2 separate regions of the Gossypium hirsutum genome follow, and region 1 is linked to region 2. Evidence: chromatin contacts called from public Hi-C data. All regions are on one chromosome and are shown on one strand. Each heading gives the region's core, a stretch centred on a gene start, on an enhancer-like site or on the middle of the called end of the contact. The rest is flanking DNA. Distances are from core to core; before and after follow the strand shown.

Evidence for each region. A called contact is a pair of places that touch in the nucleus more often than the background predicts.
Region 1: a Hi-C map of hypocotyl shows a contact between it and region 2, with 4 times the contacts expected there. The contact joins the enhancer-like site here to the promoter of LOC121208288 in region 2. A contact is called at or near these places in 13 of 34 Hi-C or Micro-C datasets (anther, callus, cotyledon and 4 more).

Annotation. Positions count from the first base shown.
Region 1 is chrA10:18,239,866-18,243,806 of Gossypium_hirsutum_v2.1, reverse strand. No RefSeq gene overlaps it. Among protein-coding and RNA genes, the nearest start is that of LOC107914416, 23 kb to the right of the region's middle. Within about 2 kb of position 1,721, at least 3 of the 9 cell types and tissues checked have an H3K27ac peak or open chromatin away from gene starts, as enhancers often do. A contact at or near this core is called in hypocotyl and leaf, where this site is marked.
Region 2 is chrA10:18,173,206-18,177,321 of Gossypium_hirsutum_v2.1, reverse strand. LOC121208288 (caltractin) reads right to left here and starts at 1,629. Exons shown (of 7, transcript XM_041078839.1): 1 at 1,363-1,629; 2 at 658-778; 3 at 534-570; 4 at 416-443; 5 at 165-317; 6 at 1-76. The coding sequence starts at 1,365.

The sequences.
Region 1 (3,941 bases), core at 472-2,971, 66 kb before region 2:
CTTTTTCCAACGCGAGTCAGAATGGTACGTTTCCCTTTTTTACTGTTTACAATATATATATATATACATTAAAAAAAATCACCTTTGTGTTTCTCGATTGACTGTAGTTCCCTCTTTCTGTATGAAAAAATGCCCTTCTTTTTTTTATTGAATCTCTATTTTTATATGCCAAAAAAAAGATCTCTCTACATTGTTTGATATCCGGCCTTTATAGGCTTTTTACAATACAAATCTTTGGTATCTTTTTGTTTGCTTGATTTCTTGCCATATATTGCTGGTACTGTTCCTTTTGTTTCCTTTTGCAGGTGAGTGAAGAAATCTCGACGGAGGATGCGCCGATTATGGCGCGATGTGGCGCTGGAGTCACGGCGCTGATGGTGTGTAGCTGGATCGACGCGAGATGAAACGACATGACTCGGGGCCAGAGTTAAAGAGTGAGGTGAAGGGGCGTGTCTGTTGCGGTGCGAAGCTTCTGGAAACCCTAAGGTTCCCAGATTTAGTTTAGGCATTAGGCCTCACTAGTTTGGGTATGGCTCGTGTATTTGGGCTTGGGTGTAACGGATACTGGGTAGTGGTAAGCTTACTGGGTTGTAACCGGGTGTAGGGATTGTGGGCTTCAAAGATACCCGAACTTTGGGCTTTTGTAAACGGACTTTATTAATGGACTGTTTCATAAATAAACATTTATTTATTTATTTATTATTCTTGGTTTTAAGGCCCGGGTAAATTTGGGTTATTACAAAAAGAAGGTAGGCTAAAATTGGCATTCTATTTGTAGCTTAATGGATATGAAACGAGGTGGGTTATTGATGTAGCTTGTGCTGATAATGGACAGTTGTTGCTTTGCATGCTATGCTTGAAGCTGAATGTTATTCCTTTTTCTTTTTCTTTTTTTTTTGGTTTAGATAAAAAGGCACTCAAGCGATGAAGACTTTGGTCATTCACTATTCCTAGAAATGTATTTCTTTTGTGTGGTTGAACAAACTATTTACAGGTGGTTGGGTCCGGCCATTGCAGCAAATAACTAAAAAGCTATACGCTACTGTCAAGCTGCCTGATGAAGTTGGTCAAAAGATTTGAATTGCCAAAAGCTACTAGCATCCATTTCAGCAACATATTCTGTTAAGTAAAGCAAAATAGAAATAGGAAGATGAGTGTTTCCTTTTTATTTTCTCTTCCACCAAACAGATGGAGAGCAAATTTATGAATTTTATTTCTTTTCTTTCGGATAATTGTCGAACCTCATGAATACACTAACTTCTTTATCAAATAACCTTGGCAGGCAGTCCTGGATTGATTCCTCATTCTGAGATCATAACTTTAGTCAGGTCAGAGTGCTTTATTCTTCAACTTTTGATTTCTTCTAAAAAGACACATGTAACCCAGAGGAGAAAGCAATAAAATATCAACTATTCCGAGGCATCCGCACTAGTCTAAAAATAGAGGGATCATAATTGAGATTTAACCATTAACCATTATATGACATTAGGAAGGCCACCATTCCACGTGTCCACAGATAAAAACTTTGGACCTGATAGTTATAGATTTTCTCTTTTGGGTTTTAGTTTATGTTAGTTTCTTTCTTGTGTCGACTGTTTCTTTGAAAAAGGAAAATAAAAGATTGGGGCGTTAAGGCCCATTTGAAAGAGCTATGGGCTTAGTTAAATTGTAATCTAGGCCCGGAAACATGTCCACTTGGTGTCCAAATTCAACATATGCTGTCTTCTTATCCTATTCCAAAATTGTTTTAAAAATATCAATTGCGGTGGGCTTATTATGGTGAGGATGTGGTGTTTGTGCAGTTGATTTTAATCTTAGGGAAGGACTTGGGCTTAAGCAAAATGGATTTGCCAATTGGAATGATCCAATTTAGTGCATCACAAATTTTTTTGACTTTTAGTTGAAATATTTTTCCATATATCTATAATATTAAAAGTGAGTTTAGACAAACTTTGATGAATATTATTAAATTAAATTTATAAATAATTATTAGTTAAAAAATTGTGTTAAATTTAAAATAGAGTTATTATTTGAATAGAGTATAAAATATAGGGTAAACTACTAAAATGGTCACTCTTGTTTACTTTAGGTTACATTTTAGTCACTTATGTTTGAAATGTTACGTTTTACTCATTAACGTTAACGTGTTATAAAGTTTTAGTCACCGAATTGTTAATTGTCGTTAACAATGTAATGGTAAGCTAACGTGACAAGTTAAATCATCATTTCAAACAAAAATTTTAGGTTAAATTATACAATTGGTTCCTATATTTTTTTTTGTTTTGAACAATTTAAAAATTTTCTTTTATGTTTTTTTTTAATTTTCCATTTTTTCTTTATTTTCATTCTCTTCTACTTCATCCTCTGTTTTCCTCTCTTCTCAATCTCTTTAATGTAGTTTTTCTGTATTTTCCATTTGTTAAAACTTTTTGATGTTTATGAAAAAAGAAAAGGTGAAAGCTGAAACTAAAGTAAAGTAAAACTTGCTTCACATATTTTCACCCCACAATTACAAACCCTCATCGTCCATCATCACTTTAATGAACCAATTTGGATCTCTCAATGACATAGTCCACAAGCTCACCACACTCGAAGACCTCGCCAGTCGTGACTTATGGCAGTCCACCCTTAGCAAAGTTTTCCGAGCTCGTTCCCTTAACCTCCTAACCAACCCCCACGGCCACATTATTTGTCTTACCTACGACATTCTCGCCCTCTTGAAATTACGTTGTTTCACGGATTCTTCAAACGAGCTTTACACTCTTAATGACTAAAACAACCACCATACAAAACTTACCCTCAACTTTACCCAGACCAGTTTGGTTCTGTGCTCCCTTTATCTCTTTGGTTCATTCATGCTCGAGTTCCAGTCAAGCTTGCTTGGGAATATCTAAGAAGATTTAGATAAATTTTATCGTTTGTTTCATTTTATTTGTCAGAAAAGAAAAGAAAAGAAAAGAAAAGGAATAATCTACACGATTTTGAAAAAGTTTGAAAACGGAAGTAAAATGTTTTGAATATAAAGAATCCAATTTATGTTTAGATTTGATTAAGGATATGGTTTTTAATATTGATTAGTTAGATCCAATTTTAGTTTCAAAATTAGGTTATATTCAAATCAAGATTTAATTAAGAATGTTTGATATTTGGTTTTCAGTTAAATTCAATTTAGGAATCACGTAAAAGAAACAAGGACTTGGTTTATTTGGTGGGCAAAGATTATGTTACTGTAGTGAAGAATATGAGAAGAGAGAAAAATAAACGGGAAGAAGAAAAGGAAAATAAATAAAAGAAAAAAAAATTTCAAAAAAATAAAAGTATAGGGACTAGTTTTAACAAATGGAAAATATAGAAAAATTACGTTAAAAGAAATAGAGAAGGAAGGAAAATAAAATGAGAAGGAAAAGAGAATGGAAAATAAAGAAAAAGAAAGAAAAGTTCAAAGAACATAAAAGAAAAATTAAATTGCTCAAAACAAAAAAAAATATAGGGACCAATTGTATGATTTAACTTAAAATTTTCGTTTGAAATGATGATTTAACATGCCACGTCAGTTTATTGTTACGCCGTTAACGACAATTAACGCTCAGTGACTAAAATGTTACAACACAATAATGTAAGTGAACAAAACGTAACATTTCAAACATAAATGACTAAAATGTAACCTGAGACAAACAAATGTGACTATTTTGATAGTTTACCCTAAAATATAAGAAAATTATGATAAATTATGATTATAATTTAATTTAAAAATTATTAATTGGAAAATATAAAAAATTATGATAAAATATAATTATAATTTAATTTAAAAATTAATTAGTTAAAAAATTGAGTTGTGTTAAAATTTTTTTTATTCATTGATGTAAAATAGAGTTGTAAACAAATAGAAATGTAGAGAAAAAAAATATTTTTTTGTTATTCATCTCAAAAGTGAAGAATTT
Region 2 (4,116 bases), core at 380-2,879:
CCTGAATATCTTTTTCGGAGAAGTGTTCACCAAGCTCCTTTGCAATGCGTTTAACGTCGTCAGCAGATATCTTTCCCTGAATTCAAAATGAATGAAGAATCAATCTTACAGAAAAAAGCTAACAACATCCTTTCTAAATAAACAGGTAAAAAACAGATTTTTACATTGTTATCTTGATCAATGATTTGGAATGCTTTCATAAGCTCTTCTTTAGTGTCCCTCTCCCCGATCTTGGCAGTCATCATGTGAACAAATTCATCAAAGTCAATGGCACCACTGCCATCCTTGTCAACATCCGCAATCATTTGATTGATTTGCTGTTGTGAAACAGCAGATCGAAACATAAGGATTCCAATATAATCACATTAATATGCTATCTATTGCAAGATATAAAAAGGAAAATACAAAAACTTACCTCTTCTGTCATTTCGAAACCAAGAGCCCTGTAATGCTAAAACTTTCAGTGACAATGTGAAGATATCAACTAAAAAATCTATTTAAAAACACGAAATATCACGCATAAATACTCATACCTCATAGCAACATTCAGCTCTTTGGCATCAATGGTACCTGGCCAGCAAATTCAAACCTATAATTTAGTAAAAATGCCAACCACACATCATATATAACACCTGTATTAAACGACCCATTCCATACCTGAGCCATCAGTGTCAAACAGTTCAAATGCTTCCTTAATCTCTTGCCTCTTCTGCTGGCTTAATCCATGGTGTCTTCCCTTCTGCTTGTCTTTCCTTGATGCCCCTCTGTAAAGACTAGCCTGACCAAACATTCATTAAAGACATGATCAAAACCAATTCTAGTTGGATAAAAGTCTTACAACATCATCCCACGTATACTTGGTTATGTTAATCAGACTCGAGTGCGAGTGTCAGATGCTATTACAGTGCAGATGCATTTTTCTTTTTACCAAGATTCTTATCCAAATATGTGTCGGATAAAGGTTTCAGGCACTGATACTTCAAGCAAAATGAAGATCCGGAGAAACATAGATATTTCCAAATTGAGCAAGCCATAAATAGTCAAACACAAAGAAAATATTATGCTCAAGTTAAAGGAATCTTCAAATTAAAGGGTTTCATCCATAATTGCTGCAATTTACAGACATCACCGATTTTTTTTTTTAAATTTCCACGTCCTGCTAATTCACCACATATCTCATCCATTTCATTTTATTATAAAACAAAAAAAATCACAATTCAATCCAAAATAAAATTTACCAAACAGTAGGCAGTAAACTAAACCCTAATCTTTAACAATAATAGTAAAGAAGAAGAAAGAGGAGTATAATTATTGATTAAAACAAAGTAAATTGAATGGTAGAGATAAATATGAAGAACATACCATTGTTCACTGAGATGAGATCTTAAACCAGTTCCAGAAAAGTCCCCTAACTTCAAAAGAAAAGCAATTGCAAAGACTTGATTTTGAAGATTTTAACCTCAGGAAAGGGAAAGAATTGGTTCTTTACGCGGTTAATTGATCTTTGTTGACTCCCATGAAAAGCCCCATTGTTAACTAATATAAGCCAATAATGGGCTTAAGTGGGCCTTAGTTGGCCCTTATAAACTAAATTTAGGTGTGTTTTGCATTTATTTATGGAATTAGTCTGATTTTGTTTTATGGATTTATATTTGATTTATTAATAGTCTACTATTGTTAATAAGTTAAATTATAGAATATCATTTTAAAAATGAAAATATATTTTTAAATATATTTAAATCATTTGTAATAATCCGGTTCATTAATAGTGCATGAAATTATATACTATTCGTGCATCAAATATTAATTCCGAACATAAACAATAAAATAGATATGAAAGAAATCAAATCTTTGATCTTTGTTTTTGAAAGGATTCCAACAAATTGATGTTCGATTTAGTTGTTAAATCTCTTTTTGAAAAATTAATGTGATTCGATATGCACTTGGCAGGGTGTTTTTATCTATATGTTATGATATGAATTTAAATTTCTAAAGATGTAACTTTTATTTTCTTTTGACATTGGGAGTGGAGAAAAGAATTGTTTGTGATTGTGGAGTATATGTAACACCCCTATTTCATGTTCGACTCAAGGAACCTGATATAGGAATATTACATTTGGTGTCAAGGTAATTCTTAGCTAATCACTAATATATTAAAACATAAAAATGGACACTTGGAACATACTTAATATTTTTCCTAAGTACATGCCATTCTATTCAAAATTTTAATATATATCCTGTTGTTACTTGAAGATGTGATAAAATGAAAGTTTGCAATCTCAAAATTCAACTCTTCAAAAATTCATGTACTTAATCTGCACATGGAAATAAACCATACGCTGAGTATACACCCAGTGGTATTACTGTAATTCAAATACTTAAGGTAAAATAATATATATACATTAAATCTTACCACTATTTTACCTTTAATAAATCTTTCATGCATTTAAACTTTAATTTTTAATTTAATAATATGTATTTTAAATAGTTTTTCTTCATTTTAATTTATATATCTTCTTACTACATCAATATCCATTTCATGCATTTCATCAATAACCATTTCATAAATCATTATTTCATAAATTTCATTTCTATATCTCAATTCAATAACTTATTCTCTAAGAAAATATTCATTTCTATTCATAATCAATCAATAACAATCAGTTGTTCAGTACTTTAATATAATCATTCAGTAATCATCAATTATTCAGTAACATTAGTCTTTCAATAATTATTTAAACCAACATTTTTCAATAAAAATAATTATAATTAATTCATATGATTATATTCAATTAACTCATACACTATTTCACTATTTCCTATTCATTCTATTTTCACTCCTTATTTCGATATCTCAATTTCAATTCATATTTCAATTCATTATTTCACTTTCTCATACTTTCAATAGTTCAATCGATCAAATTCATTTGATTTTCTCATTTCATTTTTTCAACTGATTTCAATATCGATAATTCGATATTTAACAATTTCATGAACCTTAAGTTCATGCTTCAAATCTTATGTCTCAATTCAATTCACAATTCAACTCATAATTTCTTTCTCATACTTTTAATAGTACGATTAGTCAAATTTATTTAATTTTCTCATTTCAGTTATTCACCCTATTAACAAACCCGAACCTTGGAGGATGCACGAATCCAACCAACACAGCAGTACGACACTTAGTGCCTCATCAGCTTTGCCGAAGTAAACAGTAACAGTACAGTACTCAGTACCTCATCGGATTAATCCGAAGTAACAGTAATTGTACGACACACAAGGTGCTTCATCGACTTGAGTCGAAGTAACAGTACGACACTTATAGTGCATCATCGACTCAAGGTCGAAGTATTCCTAAACACTTCCAATCCTATAACATGCCAACTATATCCGACTCAGCTCGACTGGTTAATAGGGTATTCAAATAATTTTTCTATTTCAAATTCACTTTCAATTCAATCACAATTCAATTCATATTCACTTTTTCACTTTCTAATCAATATACAATTCAATATCAATACATATTTCAGATAAGCACATATAATCATACTTTGATTCAATTCAATCCACTTTTCAATCAATACACAATTCACATATTCACCATATTCATAATTTAATTTACTTTTATTCAATTCGTATTTTCGATTCATTTTCCAATCAAGTTCAAGTCACTAATCACTTTTCAATTAATATACATTTCAAATAATCACATATTTTCTTCATTCAATTCATTTTGATTCAATTCAAATCACTTTAATTTCCAATTTGTTCATATTTAATTTCAATAGCCATAAACACTTTTAAATCAATTTCATTTAAACCAATATCATTATTTCAATTACTTTCCTAAATTTATCTACCATGCATTTTAATTAAAATATAACAATTAATAATAAATAGATTTGAATTATAGTAATACAAACCTGGATTTACTCGATTATTCCTCGATAACCTTCTTCTTTCTTTTGTGTGCCGATGCCTCGAGTTCCTTGTTAGCTACGAAAATAATAATAATTTACACTATTAATTACAACATTAATTTATAATAATATTTGAATTTATATCCAATTTATATTTTAGTTCCAATTTAGTCCTAACTAGATATATCTACTTTTC